2 separate regions of the Oryza sativa genome follow, and region 2 is linked to region 1. A link is a contact called in public HiCAR-type data. All regions are on one chromosome and are shown on one strand. The core of a region is the stretch at or near the end of the contact, and the rest is flanking DNA. Distances in the headings are between cores, read along the strand shown.

Region 1 (7,647 bases), core at 2,887-5,386:
TGGCGAAGTTGATGGCATTGTCATGTTATAAAGTGGTAGGTTTTGCCTCAATGAATGTACTATATGAAGCCATCTGAGGATCGAATGCAAGCTATAAAGGACAAGAATTGTCTTATCCATGTTCAAATATTTGGTAATATGCTAATATTAATCGTATTATAGGACTGTATATATATATATATATATATATATATATATATATATATATATAGTAAATTTGTTTGGTGCTCCATGGTGCCCGGGCACCATTGTTGAAATTGAGTATATACCCAATTCAAATGAGCATGAAACTTTTTCAATTATTTAGGTATTAATATTAACTACTTTACTAACTAGTTGAAAGCAAGTTTGAACTGAATTTGAACTTGTTTTTGTTAGATTTTGATTCTAGGTATATAGCATCCATACATATAATTAGTTAGGTATGTAATCATGGATTGTGAAATAAAGTTAAATTTGAGTTGTTTTGTTGATAGGTATAGGTATGAATCGAATTCTTATAACTAGGTATATACTCACAATTTGAAAATTTTGAAAAATTTGAGTGATTTTGTGCATTTGAAACCATGGTGCCCCATACATATGAGTGTCCTATATATATATATATATATATATATATATATATATATATATATATATATATATATATATATATATATATATATATATATATATATATATATATATATATATATATATATATATATATATATATATATATATATATATATATATATATATATATATATATATATATATATATATATATATATATATATATATATATATATATATATATATATATATCGTTGAATTTTACAATAACATTGATCATTCGTATTATTTAAAAAATTAGTGTAAATATGCTAAAATATAGGTCTCTTTAATGATAAAACATGCAATAGGATGAATGGTCAAATAATATTATATTAAAAGCCTATCTATTAAAAAAAATTGGAGAGATAGTATAACATTTGCTTTCACTATCTGGAAACAATGGTAATGCGATAGTTGATATACGAAGATGGAATCAATTTGGAGAAGAAAAAAAAGACCCGCGCGCTACATTTACTTTACACACCTATATATTTTTAAAGGAAATATGTATACCAGCTTGCATCATCATTAATCCGTTACATATTGATCATCACATAACCAAAAATTATAAATTCTTAAAAAAAATAAATATTCTAAATTAATCATCATATAACCCTGACACTTTTGTTTTACGTATAGCATTATTGTATCTATGCATACAAATTAAGACGTTTGTGTGTGTATGTATGTATAAGCAGGCATTGAATAGTAAACCGCTCGTTACTCGAGCATGTGGATGAGAAATGTATCTTTTTTTCTGGATCGTCCTCCTAAATAATCCTCTGTTTCTAAATATCTAACGCCGTTAACATTTTTAAAATATGTTTGACTGTTCGTCTTATTCATATAGTTTTACATATTTCACAAAAGTTTTTGAATAAAACAAACGGTTAAACATATACTAAAAAGCCAATGATGTTAAATATTTAGAAAGTCAACAGTGTCAAATATTTATAAACGGATGGAGTAACTCTTTCAAATGATGTGAATTTAAACACTTGCATTTGTTCCACAAATAAGGCCTGGCTACCAGCCTTTTTGCTTCCGAAAAGGCTAGCTACCGGCGATTAGAGAGTTGGTTGCTGTGGAGATTTTTCATTAATTAATCATACTGCTCCAAACAAAAACTTTATATTTATGCAACATTAATTGCATATCATGACTACACACCCCCCTTTCGAACAGTACGACCAACATAATTGACCGAGCTAATCTGAATGATACACGTTCTCACCAACTACTTATAATCAATAGATGTTCCCATTACTCTCTACCATTTATACCAACCTTAATGAATTCTTTGAAATGCAGGAAGCCAAAATCAACTAAAATAATCCATGTCTTTTATAATAAAAACTTAATTTGAAGAATTTAGACATGGTATAGAGAAATCCCTCTTGATGATCGATGACAGTAGAAATGGAAGTATATATTCATAGTCGCTTGGATATGGGATGACTCGCTAACAACTCCCACCCAAGCGGACAAAACAACCAAGAAGAAGGCGACGTGAGGATAAGGTTCTTCCGATCGATCCAGATAAAGATCAAAAACCCTAATTATTCTTATTACAAGCAAAAGCGGCCGAGTCGCCAAGACCTAATTAGCCTTGCCATCAGCTAATCTCGTCCAGATACGCATAATTATATTAGCATCCGCAAACCAAGTGCTCCAGACTTCCAAAGTCAAGGTTTGTTGGTTAGCTTATTAGTACTAGTACTAATAAACAGGAGGATGAGAATGCACTTAGAGCAAGTTTAATAATATAGCTAACTATTAGCTCCAAATCATTTATAGCCAATGTAATAGCCAATTCATAAAATAGTTATTTATTATACTATTAATATCTGGTCCTACATGTCATACACACATTACGTCTTGGAGTCTGTGTTGTAACTGGCTACAAATCTGTAACCCGCCGCTATTCTCTCTTCATTTATCTCTTTAAAATATGTATATAGCTGGCTTATAGCCTGCTATTGTACCTGCTCTTAGAGAAAGTGAAGATGAGTACTCTCACCGTCAAAAAAAATCTAACCTAATTAGCGTTTAACATGATATAGCACGATGTCTTTCATCGTGTTAGATTATGTCTTATTCTCTGTTGAATTGTCGTTAGAATTAACCGGGTTATGTTTTTTTTTTTGCACGAAGAAATTAAAGTACAGGCCAAATTATGGAGGGAATAAAAAGGCAGAGCAGATTGGAGCATCTAATCTGTTGCAATCCTGAAAAGATCTCCAGCAGATGCAAACGTTTAACGGAACGCAAGGGAGATGATCATCGATTATTATTACGGACGCCATTGGCTGGGTGATGTTGGCTGCTGCTGCTGCCCTCTTTTTCCACGCAGATGATGACGCACGCCAGCTGCCTGTTTCCAGGCAGTTTCCTCTCCTCTACTCCGATCGATTGCATTGCCAGCTATTGTACGCAGTCAAAATCTGGGTGTAGAGTGTGAGAATTGTATAGAAAAGGATACAGAAATATATCTATCTACTCTCTCTGCTAGGTGAACTGTCCCCGGTGAAGAAACCGAAAGCGATTTGAGTCTACGAATTTTACACAAAACAGTCGATCAGCCATGATCAGTAAAGAAATTACGCATTTCTCTGTTGAATTGTAGTCAGAATTAACCAGGTTAATAATTTTCAAACGCTCTTCTCATACTCTACACGTTTCCTGGCCTCTTGGGCAACTAGGCAACAGCTGGATCACCCCTGGATGGATGGATGCACCGTGCACGCCCCCCCCCCCCCCTCTCTTTTCGCTTATACTTATGCTTATCACTTAAAATTTAAATTTTTAATCTTAAATTTAGAATTGATTTTAAGGTTTTTTCATCGAAGTTTATTTTTTAGCCTTTACTTTTAAATTGCTAAGAACACGTATATAAAAGTTTTATTCACAAATTATTTTTTTTGCAAATATGCCGTTTCGCTTATTCCACGAATAAGAGAAACGATGGGGACATTCACTTGTTAACACGCTTAATTTTAAAGCTGTTAGCATGTTAAATGGTACGTTTCACATAACAACCTTACATATAAAAGTTGCTTCAAATATAAAATTGATCTATTTTGCAAATTTGTAATAAATTAAAATTTTATTAACCATACCTTTATGGTTTTATTGTTTTTTTGCATGCTCTAAAATCATCTCCTATCTTACGAGACAAGAACACCAGCTGTCATGTGTTCTTTCTTCCGTCAGCCATGCAGCATCAGCAGCCGCACCACACTTTGCGCGCTCTCTGTGGCTCGATCCATCAGTCCATCCATTGCTAGCGGCTCGACACGTGTCGCCCGGACGAGCCCCTCGCCCACGTGGAGGTGGCGGGGGCGGAAACTTGGGCGGCACGGACTGGAAGAGCGCCAAGTGGGCCACGGGCCCCACCCCGCCAGTCCCCACCCCCCACGGTCCAGTGGGCCCCACGCGTCAGCCGCACGCGGACCCGCAGGTCGCCCGCGTTAAGCAAACGACCCAACCCGGGCCGCGGTTTATATAAAAGCGCGTTGAGCCCGCAGCGCGGCCTCCTACCCATCCATCCCTAGCTTCCTCGCTGCTTCGCCCGCCACGTCACCCTCCTCCTCCTCCCCTTTTTTTTCTCTCGCTCGCCTCGCCATCCATGGCGTCGATGGCGAACCAGCAGTAGTAGTAGTCCACCCCAACGACGCGCGCGAGCCAGCTCCGGGGTACCCGCCGCTCGTGCCCGGGGGGGAAGGGGGTGCACCGGGGAGCCGTCGCGCCGCGCGGCTCTGATTCTTCCCGTTCCCGGAGGTGAGTGGGTTGACTGACTCCTCCCCGCTCCGCGCCGCGCCGCGACTGGCCTCGACTCTGCGTGTGTGTTTGGTTAGGTGATTTGGATTGTTCCGCGCTTGACGACGTCCCCGCTCGTTGTTGGGGGGTTTCGTCTTGGTGCGGGGGATTTTTTTGTTGTTTAGCGTTCGTTCATGTTAGGGGTAGTTGTTTCGTCTCGTCTCGGGAGGTGGGGGGTTTTAGGGTGATTCTTCGATCGAGATCTTCGTTTAGGGGTTGCGATCACTCGCCGATTGCGGATCTTTGCCGCGGAATTTTTCTTATTCTTTTTTTTTTTTTTGCCTCCTGGGGTTTTCGATTCGGGGGGCAGATTCTTGGGGGATTCGAGACGCGCGTAATGGGGATTGGTTGCGACCCCGTCGAAATCCGAGTGGATCGGTCGGTTGGTTGGTTGTGCGAAGAAATGGTGTTCTTGAAGTAGTTCGGTATTTGGGGAATTAGGATAGCTGCTCTTCCTTCAGTGCTTCAATAGGATGATAAATCAGTGAATTCCCGATTGTTTTTTCTTTTCCCATTTTAGCTAGCCTATAATAGGATATCACCCCACTTTTCAGGTGGTTTAATGTGAAATTTGGAGTTATTACCATATTCCTACTAATCATTTTAGAATTTCCTCCCCTGCTTGCTTTGAACCTGAAATTGTCAATAATTAGAAAGGAGGAAGCATCATTGTTCATATGGATTTTTGTTAGTTTGCCTCCATGTTTATCTTCTGTAAAATGCTTGGGGATGTTACTCCATGAGCATACTAAAATCGCCAACGTTTGTGTTGAGAATCTTTCTAGAAAGATTTATAAGATCGTCACTTATGTTCTTTAGTTTTTAGGCAGTAAGTCGTTGTGCTAAATACCCATGCCGTTTTAGATTCTCCCTGATCATGTTTGCTTTTCTTGATTCATGCACAGATTTGAACCATGGAGTCTTTACGTGACATGGTCCTCCCACCAGGATTTGGATTCCACCCAAAAGATACTGAGCTCATTTCTCACTATCTGAAAAAGAAAATACATGGCCAAAAGATTGAATATGAGATCATTCCAGAGGTGGATATATACAAGCATGAACCATGGGATTTACCTGGTAAGTTGAACATTATTCCATGACAACCTATATTTGTTTCGTTCCATAGAGTTTGCTGATGAGAAAAGAGTCAATATTTGACCATCAATTTAAACTAGATAATGCTGGTAGATGGAAACATTCATGTTTGCAAGAACCACTGGGGAATGCACCAGAATGTTTTCTGTATTCTTAGTACTGTTGTCATTTCTTAGTACTGTTGCATCCTTTGCCTTTTTAAATATTATGCAACTGATTGCCAATTATGTATCTTCTTTGTCCAATTCTCTGCCCTGTTATTTTGATAGATGAGTTTCTTTTTTCTACTTTTTGGCTTCCTTTGTTTGTATGCCGCTTGGAATCTAATTATGTAAACTGCTGATGATATTTCACATTACAGCAAAGTGCGATGTTCCAACTCAGGATAATAAGTGGCATTTCTTCGCTGCTCGTGACAGAAAGTATCCTAACGGTTCTCGGTCAAATAGGGCAACAGTTGCTGGGTATTGGAAATCCACTGGAAAGGATCGAGCCATAAAAATGGGCAAGCAAACTATAGGAACGAAGAAAACTTTAGTTTTTCATGAAGGCCGCCCACCCACTGGGAGACGTACTGAGTGGATCATGCATGAGTACTATATAGATGAGCGTGAATGTCAAGCCTGCCCTGATATGAAGGTATTGAACTAATTATTAAGATTTTAAAGTGGCTTATTTAGAAAAGAGAGAACTATATTGTGGCTTTACATGATACTCCCTCCGTTTCAAAATATTTGACACCGTTGACTTTTTAGTACGTGTTTGACTATTCGTCTTATTCAAAAAATTTAAGTAATTATTTATTCTTTTCATATCATTTGATTCATTGTTAAATATACTTTCATGTACACATATAGTTTTACATATTTCACAAATTTTTTTTAATAAGACGAACGGTTAAACATGTGCTAAAAAATCAACGGTGTCAAACATTTTGAAACGGAGGGAGTATATAAATTAATGTGCACTGTACCTTCTTGATGTCACTCTTCAAACAACTTGCTGGTTTAGATGATATAATCATATGATTTGCTGACTAAGGGCGAATTCCAGTATCTAATGTAGGGCTTTTATTTTATTGTCCCTCAGGATGCATATGTACTTTGTCGTATTACCAAAAGAAATGACTGGATCCCAGGGAATGGCAATGAGTTGGACAACAGTGATCCTCATCCAGAACCATATGATGCTCCTCCATCAGTTATCAGTACTGAACAGCTAAATCCTGCTGCTGAACCAGTTGTCGGTGTTGAAGCTGCACCAGTTACCGTTGCTGAACCTGACGGTGTTACTACGTCAGCTATCACTGCTAATATACCATCTCCTAGTGATGACATTAATCTGGATGATTGGTTGAATGAACTATTTGATCCTTTCTTTGACCCTGAACAGAGTCTGGCTTCTGCTGATCTGTCTCCAGATGAACAAAATGTTGAATCATCGGTGAGTTTCTTCACAGTCACTGTGTTTGCAGGTTAAATAATTCAATGGATAAATTATTAGAATGTTGTAGTGACATTATTAGAATGTTGTAGTGACTCCAGCTCCCTATGAGAACGGGCTATTGCATGAACAAGAATCTGTTGGACAAATCTAACATGCTTGTTACTCATAATAAATTGATCTTCACTGGTCCACTTGTGCATACTGATTGCTATTTAATATATCTGCATAATGCATTTCTGATAGACAAAATACTGAATAACTTCACGAACATATAGAAACCAAACACAACATTGCATTATAGTAATGTTTGTGAGCCTAGTACAGCACTGGTTACTGCTTGGGAATTGATACTAAGCCTAGTACAGCACTGGTTACTGCTTGGGAATTGATACTAATATGAAGCATGTGACTGGTAATGACCTTTAGAGATACCTAGACATAGGCAAATCACAATGTTGTGACCATTTTTTTTTGTGACTTAGTATGGCTGCCCTTTTATTTTCTTTTGCTGGTTGACAAAGAAGATTTGCTTGTAATTTTTTTAGGAACACCGGAGTAATGCATTCTCATGGATAATATTTGAAACTCATTGAAAATTATTATGATTTGTTTGGATTGACTTTTTAAAAAATAGCCATGATTTGCATATACCATGGACTGAAGCTATCTTATGTGTTACGGTTTGTT
Region 2 (7,647 bases), core at 2,544-5,043, 160 kb before region 1:
GGGGGTGGGCCCGTTCTGATCCTCAAACTGGAAAAGGATTCCAAGAGAAAAAAGGTTGCCCGCCTGCTTGTGGCCAAGGACGCTTCGCTCGGTCGCAGCCTCGAACGCTTCCGCTTCGTGCGCCGCGTTCCTCCCCCAAGTTTGGCCAACTCAACTTTTTTTTTTTTTTCACGCACACGCTTTTTAAACTGCTGAAGGATACTCTCTTTGTCCCAAAATATAAACACTTTTAAGTTTGATATGGTTTACGACATACTACTTTAACTAATAATATATATAAAAGTAAGATGTTTTAAATAAAAAGAGTTGTATATTATGATAGTTTGTTTAATGATATATCTAGTAACATCAATTTTATATGATTGATTTTTTATTTTTTTATTAATAGTCAAAGTTAAAAATATTTGACTTAACACTATGCTAAAAATGCTTATATTTTAGAACGGAGGGAGTATGCTTTTTTAAAAAAAAATCTGTACGAAAGTTATATTAAAAAAATCATATTAATCTATTTTTGAAAAAAATAATTAATACTTAATTAATCATGCAATAATATGTGCTTCGTTTTACGTGCCAACCCTCCTCCTGAGCGTAGCCTAAGGCTATTTGGGGAGCTTATAGCTGCCGCAGTTTTTCTTACAATCAAAAGTTCTTTCAAATAGTTCAGCTTAAGTTGTAGTTATAGAATTCAGAAATAAACTAGAAGTCAGAAGCTCGGAAACCCAGCCTTTTCAGATTCTTAGAAGCTAGCTACCTATCAGCTGCTTCTCTTAATCTTAAACTCTCCAAACAAGCCATCAACATGATACTCAACATGCGTATCAATTCTGGGTAATTTCGCTAGCACACACCACTGGCATTTGCTCGTATAACTACGACTGTGAATTATATATAAACCAAGACGAGATGGAGTACGTAGCAAATGGAGTAGAAAATTTTGGATAAGATTTTTGTACTTCAAATTCTAGCAGTCTAAATTTAGAGTTAAAAGATTAGGAAGGGATAAAACAACACACTAAACTAACTTTAAGGTTGAGTTTTTTTTTCAGATGTCAGTCTTCTCGATGTGTTTATAAAAGTTGGGCGTGGGTATTTACAACGGTGATTGTGCACATTGTGAACCCCTATGTTTTAAAATGAGAGAATTGAGTTTAAAGTCCAAAATTGTTTGTGGCTTATAAATAGGGGTGGTAATGGGTCATGAGCTATGGGTACTTAGAGCATCCCCAGCAGCTTCTCTATCTAGTCATCCATCTGATATTTGGAGTATGGAGGAGAAAAACAGTGCTCCAACAGAGTCTCTATCACGTACTCCATTTTTGGAGGTCCTCCAAACCTAGCCCTTCCCAAGCCAAATATGGAGGTTCTCTCTCCTCACTCTATCCTCAACTACCCACTTCCCAAGATTTTTTTTAAGTGGTGAAAGGTGAGAGCAATAGGAGTAAAAATGTGTGGTAATTGAAAAATATTAGTAAAATATAGGATGTTGGTATATGTAGGATGTAATATGGATGATCTGTTGAAGTGAAAAGTTATATAGAGTGGGAATTTTTTTGGATGGCCATCCAAATGGGAGTATGGAGGATAAAATTTAGATGAGCTGCAGGGGATGTTCTTATACAACTTTATCATCTTGCTCTCATATATTTTTAGATGAGGAAAAAAATTAGTCCACTATTTAAACCTTTTACCATTTCTACTTATAAGCCGTAGCTCAAACAAGTTTCTTGCGACCTTGCATATGTAAACACGTACTTCTAAATCCAAAATTTTGACACATTGATTCCACCAAATGGACGTCCTTTTCTCACCACCATTTTATCCGCAACACCACGTGGACGAGAGCAACCCAGGGCCCCACATGTGCACACAAAACCAACCCAAATCCATGATTTGCTTAGACCGAGAGCGAGTAACAAGTGCCACGAATAAATGTTGGAATCCCACTATTTTTTTTCAAAAAATTTACTCAAAACAAAACTTGTGGATGGGATTGTCTCCAGGGAAAGATCTCTAGCCACGTGGCCTACGAGCACGACGGGACCATTCTCATGAGCTAACGGATTTTGATCTGCAGCTGGTTTTTTTAGTAGAGCGTGGGGACGTGGGGTTCGGTATTTTATACTACTAAAATTATTGGTGATACTAATTTTTATATAAAAAAACAATTCACGCTTGGTGACATTTTTACCCCAATTTTATGGTATTTGGGGTTCGGTGTTTTATACTTCCTCCGTTTCATAATATAAGTTATTCTAGGATTTCTTATATTTATGTTGATGTTAATGAATCTAGATAGATTTATATGTCTAGATTAATTAACGTCAATATGAATATGGAAAATTTTAGAATGATTTACATTGTAAAACGGGAGAGTACTAATCTTGTTTTTTTTTAAAAAAAACAATTGGTGCCATTTTACCCCAATTTTCCGGTATTTGGGGTTCAATATTTTATACTAAAACGCTTGGTTATTTTAATTTTCTTAAAAAAATATAATTCACGTTGGTGTCACTTTACCCCAATTTTGGGTATTTGGGGTTCGGATTTTATACTACAATTCTTGGTGATTTTATTTATCTTGTATTTCCCACGCCAGTTCAGCTCAAGAGTGACAAAAATTATCAGCCAATCAGCGCCAACCGGGCCCACCGTCAGCTCCCCTAGAAGGCTAGAACCCCTACCAACTCCCCACTTGCGCTAGGCCCCCCACCACGCGCCGTCCCACTGACACGCGTGGCCCACCTCCGTCCAGCACGTGCCACGTAGGATAAAGGAAGAGGAGAAAGAAAGAAAAAAAGAGAAGGAAAAAGAAAGGAGAAGAGAAAAAGCGGGGGGCGGGGTGGCCGCCTGGACCGCCCCTTTTTGGCTCCGCTTTTTCGCGAGATTCGATCGCTTGCCTTCCGCCCGCAGCAGCTGACGTCACCCCGGGCGCCTCCCAGCCACGAGAACTCGTGGCTGACGAGCCCCCCGCGCCGCTGACCTGGACGCCAGCTGTCCGCCCCTGGTGCCCCCCGCGTCGCCATCCCGAGCCTCGGACAATTCGCCTCCACGCCCCTATATGAACCGATATTTACATAAACACTCCCTGTCAGTACAGGCTTTACCTACGCTCCCTCCGTCCAAAAAAACCAAGTACTCCCTAATATTAGGGATTTTGGTTTTTTTTCTTGCACTATTTGACCATTCGTCTTATTTAATTTTTTTGAAATTATTATTTATTTTATTTGTAACTTACTTTATTATACAAAGTACTTTAAGCACAACTTTTCCTTTTTTATATTTGCATAATTTTTTTTTAATAAGATGAGTGGTCAAACAGTGCAAGGAAAAAATCAAAATCCCTTATATTATGGGACGGAGAGAGTATATGACACATCTTAATACAACGAATTTAGACAGAGACATATCTAAATTCGTTGTATTATGATGTGTCATATTAAGTACTACTATATTGATTTTTTATGGGATAGAGGGAGTATGCAAGAGCCTCATCGATTGCTCATATTCTCGGATATGACAAAGCAGCTTATTAGGAAATAAAAGTTATTTATAGGTATATATTTGTTCGTAGCGATTTAAAAGCCAATACTATCAAGAAATTACATCGAAAACATCTTAACTTCAAAATCAAGTTTAAAAATTCAAATTTTGGCTTTTGCTTTGGCTTATTATGCTAACCGATGTTGCTCCGAACTTTTATAGGGGTGTGTTTGAGAATAGTGGGTTTTGGGAGGGTATAAGAGGGTTAATCCCCTTCTTTAATATAGCAAGAGCAATCCCCTCTGAAATGAAATTTCTCGTGCTCTTTTTTGTTCCCATTTCGTCCCATGCGTAGAGGAGACTAGCTTAGCTAGTTTTATTTCCAAATTAGCCCCTCTCGTCTTCTCTTCTCTCGCCGCTCCGGTCAGCGGCTGCGGCGGCGGCGGCGGAGGATCACGGTGGTTGTCGGGTTGTTGGTGGGTGAGGGGGGATCGAGGATGTGTGACAAGGATCCGGGCATAAAGCTCTTCGGGCGGGTGATCCCGCTGGCTCCAGAGGCTGAGGCTGCTGCGGCGGCGGACGGCTCCGACCAGCCGGAGGCGGCGGCGGCGGCGGCGGCGGAGGTTGAGCCGGCGGCGCAGGATGAGGTGAGAATAATCGCGTGCGCATTTTGTTGCTTTTCATTCGAGTTTGGAGGGTTTTGTTGCTTTGTGGGGAAGAGAAAGGAAAAGATTGATATGATCGGCTTAATTTAGGCTGTTATTTATGTGTTTCTGTGAAATTGAGCTCTTCTTGATCAGATTAAGGTGAGGAATTCGAACTATGGGTCATGGGTGAAAGTTACGGTGCACTTTCCCTGATCAGTTGGTGTGTATGAAAAAAAAAAGGTTCAGTTTGGATTTTAGGTGTGTGGATAAGGCCAAGAATTAGGATGATCCTACCTGTCCGTACACCATGTTTTGTCCTTGTCTTCGACTTAGGCGGCAGTTAAGTAGAGAATTGCCCATAATTGTTCTGTGTTATTGCTAATTGTGATTGGGGGTATTTGCAGGTGAGAGAGGGCAATTAGCATAATTGGTTGGTTGGGTACTTTGGGTGTAATCATCCTTGCCTCCTCAAAAAGTGGTTAGGAGTGTAAAGTAGGACATCCATGCAAAATCTAAGGTTCTTTTGAGCATGTGGTGGTCTTTCTCTTTCTACACCATGGCTTTTCGCTTTCATTTAGCGAAAGAGTGGTCAGCTTTTTTTCTCAGCTAGTAATTAGGATGTGTTCTGGTTTCAGTAAAAGCAATTAATCCGCGTAGCCGATTGTACTGAGGCAGAACGAGACGGTGAATAGATAAGAGTAGAATACCTGCATGATTTTATTTTTAGTGATGATTGGCCGTTGTCCTTCGGATCATCTTGGCATATCTCTCTGCAGCATGTTCTGTGGATGGATGAAGCTAAAGTCGATTGAATTAGGATCTGTGCAACTGGGCTTGGATTAGCATGTCCAAATTGTTCAGATACCCAACTTATGAATTTACATACCGGTGTACACCTCATAGTTTCATGCTCCCAATTTTCAATGTTTGGAGCAACACAATAAGTGTTAGGCCCATAAAGGTAGAATATCTGCTTGCTAACATGTCTCTTCTTTGGAAGAAAAGAAACACAAAGCTGAATAAAGGTGATTATAGTTGCATATCATTTGCTTGAAAGATTCATTCATGATATTATTTATCTTTTGCCATGCCATAGACTTGTGATCCTATTACATTTCTTTAATTTCCAAACTTCCTGCTAAAGTGATTTTTTTTCAAAAAGGGTTTCATTATTAGAGGTTTCTTTGAAGTTTGAACTGAAGTACCTTGCTAATATCCACTACGGCAATATTTTAGGATCATCACAAGGAAACAGAAGAAAGAAAATATGATGAAATGAAGGTTGATGTGCCACAAGAGGAGGAAGATAACGAAATGAAGGTCGATGCACCACAAGAGAAAAAGGATAATGAAGTGACGGCTGATGTGCCAGAAGAGAAGGGAAATGATGAAATGAGGGTTGATGCATCAGAGTCAATAGAAAGCATAGAGCCAGTCAGCAGATCTACCTTGGACAATAAAAAAGAAGATCAGGGTCAGATGAACAACGTTGAAGAGAAAGCAGCATCAGACTCAAAAGATGAAAATGAAAAGACAGCAAATGATGAATCAGGCCAGGACAAAGTACTTAAGAAGCCAGATAAGATTCTCCCTTGCCCTCGGTGCAACAGTATGGACACAAAGTTTTGTTATTACAACAACTACAATGTTAATCAACCCAGGCACTTCTGTAAGAACTGCCAAAGGTATTGGACTGCCGGGGGAACCATGAGAAATGTACCTGTTGGTGCTGGGAGGCGCAAAAGCAAGAGCTCATCGTTGCACTACCGTCACTTACTGATGGCCCCTGATTGCATGATGGGGTCTAGAGTGGAAATATCCAAGTCAATGAACCCTGAAGCTTTCGCATCTGCGCATTCGACCCCTATACAACCAATTGGCAGAAACGAAACAGTTCTCAAATTTGGGCCTGAGGTGCCACTCTGTGAATCGATGGCATCAGTGCTGAACATTCAGGAGCAGAATGGAACCAATGCTGCAGCAGTACCAACGGGTGAAAATCAGGAAGATAACTCTTGCATCTCTTCAATCACATCACACAACGTGTTACCTGAAAATGCAGCCCAAGTTGACAAGAACAGCACGCCGGTGTATTGCAACGGAGTCGGCCCAGTGCCGCAGTACTACCTTGGAGCTCCTTACATGTACCCATGGAACATAGGATGGAACAACGTTCCTATGATGGTGCCAGGTACAAGCATGCCAGAGTCTGCTTCCCAATCTGAGAGCTGCAGCACCAGTTCAGCTCCATGGATGAACATGAACTCCCCCATGATGCCGGTTGCCTCGAGGCTTTCTGCACCACCATTTCCATACCCTCTAGTGCCACCTGCACTATGGGGTTGCTTATCCAGCTGGCCGGCCACGGCATGGAACATACCGTGGATCAGAACGAATGGCGGCTGCATGTCTCCATCGTCGTCGAGCAACAGCAGCTGTTCAGGCAATGGCTCCCCTCTGGGGAAGCATTCCAGGGACTCCTCTCTCCCACTGAAGGAGGACAAGGAGGAGAAATCACTGTGGGTTCCCAAGACGCTCCGCATCGACGATCCCGACGAGGCGGCGAAGAGCTCCATCTGGGCCACCCTGGGGATCAAGCCTGGAGACCCTGGCATCTTCAAGCCGTTCCAGTCCAAAGGTGAGAGCAAAGGCCAAGCAGCATCAGAGACTCGTCCTGCTCGTGCTCTTAAGGCAAACCCAGCTGCATTGTCGCGGTCGCAGTCGTTCCAGGAGACTTCTTGACTCTTTACCTGTTGAATTTCCTATAGTTTTTGTCAGCACAGTGTGTGTACTGTAAAATGTGTATAGCAGTAGAGGTTTTGCGGTATTCAGAAGGATCAGGAGAGAGCTTTTTGTGCAGCCACTAACTTGAGGTGGATAGGAGTTGCAAAGGGCTTTCATGAGAAACTACATCGAGATGTATATGTATTGTAAATACTTGACAAACTGGTTGTGTACATCTAGGTTAAGTCAGGAAAATACACTCACCTGGTTTAGCTCTCCTAGTATATTATACTACATTGGTATGTCTATCTTTGTTTTTGAAGAAAAAAAAGGAGTGCAAAAGATTCAGATTAATCAATCTAACCACACTTGATTTGATTCATATGGCACAGATTTTTAGTTGGGTGCAGTAATGGACAAAAGATGAATATGAACAGCATCTGAATGGATATACAGGATATTGATGGTTCCGTCAATAGGACCATCATTAACCGTATTTGTTAAATTATGACAATAATCAGCAAGAGTAAGTTGAAAAAGATTAAATGCCATGCGTAAGAATCTATATGTCATTTCCAATGTTCTCTGGGAAATCAATCTTCACACAGCTTGTTCTGCTCCCAATGGCACCACCTCATGACACAGGCCAAAAAGATGAATCAAATTGAGCTAGCAGACTCAAAAACAACCAACATAAAGAACGCTTAGAAGAAACGAATAAGGGATTAAGAAAATATATCTGTTCATAGAACAGCATAATTAATTCCCGAAATGGCAGTCTTAACTCATAAGC

Evidence for each region. HiCAR-type assays count read pairs that join an accessible place to other places.
Region 2: a contact with region 1 is called in a HiCAR-type map of leaf, with 2.9 times the contacts expected there. The contact joins the promoter of LOC9272566 here to the promoter of LOC4325120 in region 1. A contact is called at or near these places in 2 of 4 datasets of contacts at active chromatin or transcription factors (both in leaf).

Annotation. Positions count from the first base shown.
Region 1 is chr1:8,806,115-8,813,761 of ASM3414082v1, reverse strand. It overlaps LOC4325120 (NAC domain-containing protein 74-like), which reads left to right and starts at 4,136. Exons shown (of 5, transcript NM_001406190.1): 1 at 4,136-4,377; 2 at 5,322-5,496; 3 at 5,876-6,153; 4 at 6,604-6,957. The coding sequence starts at 5,331.
Region 2 is chr1:8,961,735-8,969,381 of ASM3414082v1, reverse strand. It overlaps LOC9272566 (cyclic dof factor 2), which reads left to right and starts at 3,793. Exons shown (of 2, transcript XM_015762779.3): 1 at 3,793-4,130; 2 at 5,367-7,236. The coding sequence starts at 3,981. The coding sequence ends at 6,872.